Linked DNA regions of Mus musculus: region 1 is linked to region 2. Evidence: chromatin contacts called from public Micro-C data. All regions are on one chromosome and are shown on one strand. The core of a region is the stretch at or near the end of the contact, and the rest is flanking DNA. Distances in the headings are between cores, read along the strand shown.

Region 1 (5,422 bases), core at 2,139-4,638, 420 kb before region 2:
GGGCTTGGTTTTGGGAAATTCTAAAATCCTCAACTCGTCATTTATTTTCATGACATTTGTTTGTTCTTGCCTATGCTGTTGAACACAAGAAACATCCCGGGATCTCACACCTTGTGGAAACACTGTGACCTCCCTAATTATTCTCTATAAACAAAGTGTCTCTTAACTTATTGGAGTCCTGGGGAGTGACAGGATACAATTTGCCAGTAGGTCAACCACTGAGCTGATGACAAGTGACCTTTCTAGCATTGCAATCAATGCTTGTTATTTGGGAAACAAAATGATACAGTGTGTAGCCTTCAGCTGGGAGGTCACTGGCTCTCACCAGCATTGACAGACGACTTTGTTACTTGGCCCAGATGAGTCAGTTCAGACAGGAATGTTAATTTCTGGGAGGGAGAGACGGCTCCTGATTAAGAGCATTTGTGGCTTGCTTTTGATGAGATCGAGAGGTCAACTCCCAGGACCCATGGGGGACAGCTTTACATCTGTGTGTAGCTGTAGCACCAGGGGATCTGATGCCCTCTTCAGGCTGTCCTGGGGACTGCACTCACACGCACATACATATACTCACACAGATACACAGATCAAAAGTAACAAAAGTGATTCTTTAAACATAATGTTAATTTCTTTTAATCTATCTGGACCTTGGTCACCAGAAAAGGTTGAACGATTTGTCTATGGCACAATTTATTATGTCTAATTGGTTGTTAAAAACAGTAGTCAAATAAAGGCTGCTAAAGTATACAAAGTGCCCATGTTAGACAATAGCACTACGCTGATGTGGGCAAACATTCACTACTATTTTGTTTACAGTTTCCCTATTGTTTTGTGGAAAATGATCTTAAACGTGTAGGCTTGTGTGGGTCACAGCCAAACAAAATCTATTCCCATGTTTCCTGAAATTCGTGTGGTGAGGTCAAAGAAGAGTTTATGCAGGTGAATAGCTGTCAAGTGAGTGACAGGCAGTGGGGAGCTGAGAGCCAATGCAGCCCCTGTGGTTGTTAGCAGTGGTGTTGGATCATTGTGGAAAGAGATGAGCTGACAGCACATGTAGCCTTTGCCATCGTTAGTCGACCTGGATAATTGCTTCACTGTCTCCCAGACATGCTGGGGTATTGTGCATCCGTGTTGCCTATTTTATACACGAACACATCTGCCTTGACTGATGAGATGTGAAGAAGCTTGCCGATCAAGGATAAGTTTTACCATGTTTTCCGGCTTCTTGCCGTCTTGGCTGTAGACTGTGGGAACATAGAGGATCTTTTATGCTGAGTGACTCATGCTGGAACCAATCCCTAGCTTCATAGGCTGGTTTTATAATATTTGGACATAAGGTCTTGGGGAGGTTAAGGTTCCTAAAGTCCTGAGGGTGTGGCCCCATGGAGGGGTTTGTAGGGCCCCAGGCAGACATGACCTCTCCTTGTTACTGTGTGATGCTCTCTTCAGTGCTGTGACATAGCACAAAGCCTCCATGGGTACCAGTGGAACAAGATTAAATTCATCTGCCTTCACTGCCATGGGGGATGAGCATTTCTTTATAAAATGCCTGGTCTGTGGTCTCTGTGGTGACACCAGAAAACTGTCCTCCAGATGTCACACTGGGCTAACTGTAGGGTACCTAGGAAGAAAATAAACTATGTATTGCACCTCTGAGGATTTAGGAAACAAATCTCAGACTCTTCAGTGGTAGGATGCCTTTCATATCTGAGATTTTTTTTTAAAGATTTAAAGTGTCAATGTGGGTAATGCCTACTGCTAACTTTCGGATTATGTAAGAAAACTGGGCAGGGAGTGGGGGTGGGGAACACAAGGAGAATGAGCATCCGTCCGTTCCCTTGGGCAGCAGAGCAACACTGTACCTGTGAATGGGTGAGAGGAACGTGGGGACAGGACTGTCAAGTGTTCTGTTATCATGGAAATAGTTTTATTTGAGGTTCCCTGGAAGGATCTCAGGGACTTTGGGGGTCCAGGAAGATGCTCGGAGAAGTCCTGTGAAAGGCTTTCTTAAGAGATGACTACCTCAATTTATAGTTTGCAGAGAAGCCAGCAAGGAAAAGAGGGGAAGAACTTCTAGAAACTGAATAAAGGATACCCCTGGGGATGATAATTCACTCTCTCTTTGAATAAAGATAATATAAATAGTTCATTCGGTTACTGAGTTCTTTATACTAACAAATACATTTCACTAGAGCTTCAAATAAAATAATACACGCCGAATGGCATCTTAGCAGGCAACATAACCGTGTGTGGATGTTATTAATTCTGTGAAGGGTGAGTTTATGAAATCTCATGCTCCAGAACAATTGGAAAATAGGATTAATATTCATACATTTGAAATTGAGTATAGGATTTCTAAGGAATAGAAGGCAGAGTAAAGTGAATTATTCAAACATATATATGAGCAGGGCCATCTAAATTCATTCAGTAGTACCACTTCTGAGGTTTTTAACTGCTAGCTGTCATATATAGTGTCATGATAAAATCAGTTCGACTTCTTCTATTATGAAATGTATAGTGACAAGATGGTATAAAGATGACTAAACACGTTTCAGAGAGACTTGGAAATGGTGCTTGATGGAAATTATATAAAAATCAATAACAGTTCACCTCACGGGTGGGTTTTTCCTCACCCCCATCCATAGGTCACTCATGGGAGGGGACAGATTTATTTCTAGAGGAAAGTTCTGTGTTCTACTTGGATTTGCTGATATGTCAAAGGTATGAACCCTGACTTTTATGGTAATATAGTTAAGGCAGTGATTTGAATAGTTTTCTTTAGCTTGTATGCTATAAGCTTGGAGGGGAAGAAATAGATGATCTCTTAGCTCATTGGTTCTCTCTTTCCTTAAATATTTTCCCTTAACAGTTTCACATGTGTACACAATGAGTGCTGACCCATCCCCCACCTCAGATCTTCCCACAACATCCATTCACCTCCCTCCAGCCCACAGTTTGGTTTCCTGTCCATTTTCACTTTATTTTGGGACCCACTGGGTTTTTTTTTTTTTTTTTTTTTTTTTTTTTTTTAAGTTATACTCTTGTGGTATGCCTATCATGATCAGGCACTGATTTTGTGTCCTCCAAGATGAAGAGCTTTTTTCTCAAGCACAACTTCAGAATGAATTCATTACCTTCACAGAGAGACAGAAGATCTCCATGAAATGGCCCCGTTTGGTTCATACACTGTTGACTTTGGCAAGCAACCAACCAACAACCAGAAACACCACACTGTTGCATTTCAACCTTTGATGACTAAAAGCTGTAGCTGTGCTAGACAGAAATAAGCACATTGGAATCTCCCAGAAAAGGTAGTGCTTTCTTACTCAGTTCCTTCGGATAAGCTTTCAGCCAAGCCACACCTTCTGCTCTTGGTAATTCCTCAAATTCCCCAGCAGGTGGAGACTTGTAATCCTTCAGCCTTTTACTGGGACCAGGGCTCCAGGCCCCAGGTGTCTGGCTTGACTTCTGCTTCAGATGCAGATACTTAAAGTGTGACAATGAATATTCCCTAGGCCTCTGGCCTGTTTGGGCCTGTGGAGAATTCTTATTTATCTTTGCACTGCATATAGTCATCTATCGTTAGTAATCTGTAGTGGATAAGACCAATGTTTTCTTTAAGGACTCATCCCCAGCAGAGCAGGGGGCAGAGATTTCCTAGAGCACTGCCTATGGTGGGGAGCCAGTACCAGGCCAATCCTAACCTCTGTGTGGTTCAGAGTCAATCCCAGTGGTCAGATCTGACCACAGACTTCTGAAGTCATCATAAGTAGAGAGTCTAGTCTTATTTTCCTCTGTGTCCCCAATAACACAAAGGGAAAGGGATTTCTAAAAAGTGTTCCTAGCTACGTAGGATCTTATAATTTAGGTAAATGTGGGTTTTTTTTTTCTCTATCTCTCTTGACTGCTTTATATTTAGTTCAAGTATATTAAAGAAGAGATTCTTAGAATTTTTTTTTTATTTGACAAGCTCAATAATACCTTTCAAAATTAAGAACTGTTACAAAGCCTGTTAGAGCCTTGGTATTTGCTGCATTTGTGGCTATTCTTGTTATTTGTACCAATCTCCCTGGAAAGATGATTGATTTTCAATTCTTAAGCCCAGTGCTTTTCTGTACTAAGGAACTTGCATCCAGAAAACTGAAAGGAAAAGAAAAGAAAAGGAAAGGAAAGAAAAGAAAAGAATCAGAAGCTAATTTGCAGGGAATGGTTGTAAGCTTGAGAACTGGAGAAGAAAGTTGGTTAAGCACACGTGTATATTCGTGCACCAAAACAGATAAGACATAAACATGGAAACCAAAGAACAGGCTGTGATGGGGGTGATGTATGTGTGTAGGTGGTAGATAGGAATAAGGCACTGTGGTAGATATGTGTAAATATGTCACAATAAAACCTATTCTGTATTGTAGCTTAAAAACGAATAAACAAGAAAATGAACTGTGACCAAGGGATTTGCCTTTTAAGGGAACTTGAGTTTGTCTTGTGTGTGCATTATAGTAGAAGGCTTTGTCTGTAATACTTCTCAATTTGCAGAAGTGTCATACTCCTAGCTAAGCCATGATTTCTTTCATTCTTATAGGACACTGTCATTTTCTTTGTATGCTCCTTCATAGGAACACATAAAGTAGCTACCTACAAATGGCTATTGACTTGTTGGATGACTTCTGAGAGTGCAACATGTCTGAGCTGAGTAGGCCTTGTCATCTAGATCCCTAGCTTAACACTTGAGGTTTTCTAATGAATACAGAACTCTTTCGATTTTGTTAAATTTGGAGAGGCAGGGGTCTCTGTGTTAACCCAGGTGCTGTGATAAGCAGATCTCATAGTGTAAGGCTTTACCACTTTGAATCCCTAGTTTCCATCTCTTCTATGGTCCAGGGTGGTTCCAGATGGGAGGGTGAACCTGGTTGAGGTCTGCACACATACATCTAAGCTGCGGCAACCCTGGCATCTTCAACACATTTCCTGAGATTGCCCTCAAGGGGGATATTTACATGGGACATGAAAAGAACCCAAGAGGACCATGTGACCAGATTTCTCTGGGTTGTTCCTGTATTGAGGGAGGAGGACTTCGAGTGTGTGGCTGAGTGAAGACGCCTGTAGAAAATACGTACTATCAGCTTCTGCCATACTTGTCCTGAGAGGACTTATCCACTAGTCCCAGTATATACTATTAGAGGAGAAAATCATTTAAAATTACATACAACGATGATCCTTTTTATTCTTTAAAGAAATACCACCTTAAAACATTCAAACACTTGAGTAAGATACTGTTTAGACACATTGTCCTGTTTTGGTATAAATAGGCATGAGGGATTAATATGTAACTCCAAGGTCTTGGACAGCTAGATCCTTGCCTCAGCTTTATATTATGTCAGACCCTAAGATTTCTATAAAATATTTGCTCAACTTTGATAAGATA
Region 2 (5,212 bases), core at 808-3,307:
CAGAAGGAGCGACACCTTTCTTTGCAGAAAACAGCTAGGGCATTAAATTAATGTTGCGTCACCTCTCAGAGGCCAGATGTCGCTTCTGGTCGCTGTGATTCCAATTCAATACCTAACTGTGTCATCAATAATTAACTGAGAGAGAGAATTGGTTAGAGATGAAAGCTTGTCAATTGCAGGCTCCTGTTCTGCCGCCATGGGAATACTTGACCATGCGTGAATTAAAGCTGTAAAGCCATTCCCAGTGTCACTCCTTGTAACAGGAAGTGGGAGAGCCTATGTAGCTACTTAGCAGTATTTTTAAATAATGTCATTTGACAAAAAGGTTTAAATACCATGTTTAGAGGACTTAGGGCATAAAGACCTGATTTGATCCTTTTGTATTTTTTTCTTAATTCCTCAATGGCTTTCTGAGGACTTTTTTCTTTCCATTGATACATAATAATTCTATGTATTGATGACAGTACAGTATGGCTATCCAGTTCATATGCACATTATATAAGTGATTAGCCTTTTTCCATCCTTATATGTTTATCAAGGAACTCTGAATCCATCTCTTCAAGTTCCTGACAAGTATATAATAATTGTTGTGAATAATAATCGTCACCATCATGCTATAGAACATGAATATGGACTCCCCCTGTCAACTATAACTTGGCACCTTGTTCAGCATCTTTTCTTCCCCTCCCCCCTTCCTGGATCCACCCATAGACCTGCTTCACCTCCACCCTACTCACTTCAGTGCATGTATACATACATGTGGAAAGCACAGGCCGATGGTAACTATTCCACAGTGAATGGTAGTTGTTATAACCAGGTCTCCGTGTGCCAGTTTCTTATCCCAAAACACCAATTGAGAGAAGGTGAATCCAAGGAAAGAAGCTGAGCAGCCCAAAGTCTGGGTAGGATGTGGGACGGGCAGATAAAGGATGGATCAGACATACAGATGGACAGGGAGCTGGTGGGTGGAAAGGCTGTTTGTTCGTATGGGAGCTATTTGAAGAAGAGATCAGGAATGGCCTTGAGGTTGACAGTTCTATGAGAAGCTAGTGAGTGCAGTTTGGGGACATTTTGAAGCATTTGTCACATCTCCTCTAGTTAAAGTTTTAGGGGAATAATAAGTCTTCATGCAGATTGAATTTGGCAAAGTAGTTGAGTGTGTTAATTTTGTGACAGAGAACTATGGCCTGTGGTTATAATATAAACATCACTTGTTTATACTGTAGACTTTTATTTTTATATTTATATTAATAAATATAATGCTTATTACATATGTTTATATTACATACTTTTATTATAATATAATAATATTGTATATATTGTTTAAATTCCAGGCATGCGTGGAAAATAACTTATTTTTCTCTAATTATAAAAGCAATACGTCCAAGAAAAATGTGTACAGTAGAGTTGGAGAAATGGCCCAGAGTGTCGTTTTCCTAATTGAAATGCTGCTAATATTTAAGTTTACCCGAGGCTTTTCTTTCCCAAGCTGTGGAGTTGACTTTGTGTTTTTTCAGTTTTTTCATTTCAGTTGCTTTTGTTTTCTAATAAATACAGTGTCAGCATTTTTTCAGATTATAAAGACAATATAGACCATACAGATGGCTGTAGTGTATAAAACTCCCATTCACTCTTAGCCTCAAATAAACGCCCTCCTGCCAGTTGCCACACCACGTGTAGTTATGCGCACACATCCCCCACATGCTGTATCCAGGCAAGCCACAGGCCCTTATACAGAGCAGGGCACCTAAAGTCGGGACACCTACTAACAGTGGCACCTTAAGTAATCCCTGGTCCTCTTGTCACACGTAGCACAGTGTATGTGCTGAATGAAGGGACATTTCACTTTACTGTCCAGTGAATAATCATAGGAGAAGAAATCTGTGCTGATTCAACACAAACACACTTTTCTAATATTTTCCATTTGGCTACGTCTGTGCCCATGGAGGGGGCAGATGACGAGGGCAAACTATGCACACATGCATCAGATATGCACTGTGCACACATGCATTGAATGTGCTGACTGCAACCCGTTCTTCTTCACTCTCCCACAATAACCTTTCCAGGTAAACAAGCTGAGGCCATAGCCATCCCTTCTCGTGACTGGATTAACACGCCTGTGTTTATATCACCACCATCAAGTCGCTGTATGTGTCACTAAATGATTAAGGGGGGTAATGGGAAAAAAAAGAAAAGAAAAAGCTGCAGTCAGCATAGATCTGGCAGACAGACAGACAAACTAGTCCAAGTGAAAAATGACCTGGTCTTAGGCTATGCCATTTTCAGCCCTACAACTGCGATGGGTAGCATTCACTCACTTGTGTGTAGCTGATACTTTTGAACACATTATATTAACTCACTGAATCCTCGGGCTGTGAAATGTCAGCAGTAGTATTGTGCCCATTTACCGTACAGGGAAATCAAGGCACTACATCGAGGCACTTTGTCCAAGGTCTCACAACCAGAAGGTGACAGGACTAAGATTCATAGCAGGATTCTGGCTCGGGATCCTGGGATCTTAAGCTCTGTGGTCCACGGCACAGCCTAAGGACAGCTAAGTGACTGAGGAGCTGCCTGGAGATGCTGGGGTAGGAATTGATGAGTGTGACTCAGAACTTGTCCTGCTTCCCTCTAAATTAGGCCCTGTTCCCGTCCGTCCCCAGAGCCCAGCTGCTTGGAGTCATCCGCTCCCAAGCTTTGCCGTTCTGAAGCACACCACATGCTCTTGGAGATCTGAGTTCTTTTACGTAACTTCTACTAGAATGTTGCTTTTATTCCCAGAAAGGAGGTGATTCTTTCTAATAGGAGCGGTTGTTACAGGAAGTAACTTGGTTCCCAGCTGATGGGGCCTGGGGGGGGGGGGGTGGTGGTGGTGATCAGATCAGAGGACTCTAACATGGTGGATAGATCCCTGGATGGAGCGGTTGACATGGCCTTATTGGGGACTGGTGAAAGTAGTTGGTCACTGGAGATGTTGCCTTCAGCGCTACTGCTTGCCATGGGCCTTTCCTGTATTGCTATGTCTGCTCTGCTCCACCACACCCAGAGACAGACCAAGGCCTCAGGAACTTGGGAATGTGCGCCTTTGAGTTTCTCTCTCTGGTGTCTGCTCTCAGCAAGGAAAATCTGACTAATGAAGGAATGAGCATAGCCTTATTCCAGGACTGACGTGCATAGCTGTACTTGCTCTCCCCAACAGTCCTGTGAGAGGAAATATGTCATCCCCCTCCTTACTGAAGTCCTGTAGAGTCAGAAATGCCTGGGTCCACCATTGAGGTCTGCAAGTGAGGGTATCTCGGATTCTGGAGATTGTGATATTTTCATGCAACACAAAATAAGATCATAAAAGAGCTTTGAAATAACCAGGAGGAAAGCCTCATGCTAGGATAGACACCTGGATGGGCATTAATATCAATGTTTGATGACTCAAACTTAGCAAGCTGGGAAAGTCTTTGAAGTGTTGGGCATAGCATTTCCGTGGTTAATAGCTGGTAGCCATAGATCCCATTAGGCTACCCAGATTTTACACATGACCAGGGGAGTTCTCTGAACCTCCTCCTACATTCAACAGTAATACCCAGGCCCTTAGCCTAGAAAGGCCCAGCTAGTGGCCTTCAGAACAGGGACTGTTCAGGAGGACTTGGCATGTCATTAGTTCTTCATTCTGGATGACTCTGGTATTTGTTACATGCCAGGAATGTCTAGTAGGCATTTCCTTATAAACATTTGATATGACTCAGCTTCATAATTACCTCAGACAATAGCTCAGTTTCCCTAAAAGAATAGTTATGGTGGACTCGTCTCAGTATGTTTCTGACTCAGAGTAGGTGGAATCTCAAAAACAAAAACAAACAAAAGCCTGGTGATGCAAACTATTTATTTGTTCCCAACAGTCAGTGTTCATTTTGTGGTTCACTGATGACTAGACTTCAAGTTAGATGCTGGAAGCCACAGGGTCTGTGCTGAGTCGTTCTTAACAACTCAAGCAGTAATGAGCAGAGGCTTTGAACCTAAAAGGGTCACTCATATTGCCTCTTTCCACAGTGGCTCAGTGTGGGTGGCATATACCCTCCTATTTATTACATCGTTGTTTAGGAAGGATGCTTTTTACACAAAGCTACAGAAGGATGTAGGATTGGCCTGCTTCCTTTTCTGTTACTGTAATGAAATAACCACAAGAAAAGCAAGTTGGTGGCAAAAGGCATTTGTTTTAGCCCACAGCTCTGAGTTACAATATGTCTTTGTAGGGAAATCAAGGTAGGGCGAAGTGAAGCAGCTGGCCACGCCCACAGTCCAGGGCAGAGAGACAGTGAGCACACCCATGCCTAATCATGCTCCCCCTGGGATCGTCTTCTCCCATGTCACAGAGTCTGAGCCCCCAGTACACAGAATGGTGGCATCCGCTCTAAGCTGGGTCTTCCCACATCAATTAACATCATCACATGCTCACAGGCCCACACCTAATCTTGACAGTCACTCTGGGGCCCTTTTCCAGGTGACTCTGACTTGTGCCAAGCTGATAATTGGAACGAACCAGCACACCCACAATTATGGGAGAACGTCAGCACACAATGGCCACCTTGCTTTCGACTGGCAAAGTTCCTCCCTGTGTTCTCTGTGGGCTGGCTCCTTCTAGAGGCTAGCTTGTTTGCACTGCTGGTTCACTGTATTATGGTTGATTCCACATCCAAGGAGTCAACCAACCTCAGATTGAAAATTTGGGGTAAAAACCTGTGCTTGTACTTAATCAGTGTGAATTACCTGGCATTATTCCCTAAACAGTAAGGGAGAGCAGTTCCAAGCGTCTACCTGGAGGGTGTTAGGCTATGTGAATTTCACAGTGTACAGCAGAATAAAAGGACAACCACTGTGGGACTCTGGCCACAAGGTTCAATGACGGGAAACTACATAAATAGAATGGCCATATCCTATTGCCCATATCTGAATGATGGATTCAGATTTTCCTTGCTGAGACCAGACACCAGAGAGAGAAACTTCACGATTCCATTGCACCCCATAGAGATCATTTAAAGTATTCAGGAGAGTTTGCATAGGTTACGTGCAAAATGTACACATTTTATAGAAAGAATACAAATATCCATAAACTTGAGCATTTGTGGAGTTCTGAGACAGAGACAGATCCACCAAAATACACCAAGGAACAATTGTATCTTCCTGGAAGGCGGGTTCAGTTCTCCATGTTCACTCTTAA

What was found. A called contact is a pair of places that touch in the nucleus more often than the background predicts.
Region 1: a Micro-C map of the HL-1 cell line shows a contact between it and region 2, with 3 times the contacts expected there. The contact joins two enhancer-like sites. A contact is called at or near these places in 1 of 39 promoter capture datasets (hippocampal neurons), 22 of 484 Hi-C or Micro-C datasets (the HL-1 cell line, adipose-derived mesenchymal stem cells, cardiomyocytes and 13 more) and 6 of 115 datasets of contacts at active chromatin or transcription factors (cardiomyocytes, embryonic basal ganglia, embryonic fibroblasts and 3 more).

What each region holds. Positions count from the first base shown.
Region 1 is chr17:67,173,962-67,179,383 of GRCm38.p6, reverse strand. All of the region lies in intron 2 of Ptprm (protein tyrosine phosphatase, receptor type, M), which reads left to right. Among named protein-coding and RNA genes, the nearest start is that of Gm52313, 110 kb to the left of the region's middle. Within about 2 kb of position 3,388, at least 17 of the 459 cell types and tissues checked have an H3K27ac peak or open chromatin away from gene starts, as enhancers often do. A contact at or near this core is called in the HL-1 cell line, where this site is marked.
Region 2 is chr17:66,749,401-66,754,612 of GRCm38.p6, reverse strand. All of the region lies in intron 18 of Ptprm (protein tyrosine phosphatase, receptor type, M), which reads left to right. Among named protein-coding and RNA genes, the nearest start is that of 1700016K05Rik, 38 kb to the right of the region's middle. Within about 2 kb of position 2,057, at least 21 of the 459 cell types and tissues checked have an H3K27ac peak or open chromatin away from gene starts, as enhancers often do. A contact at or near this core is called in the HL-1 cell line, where this site is marked.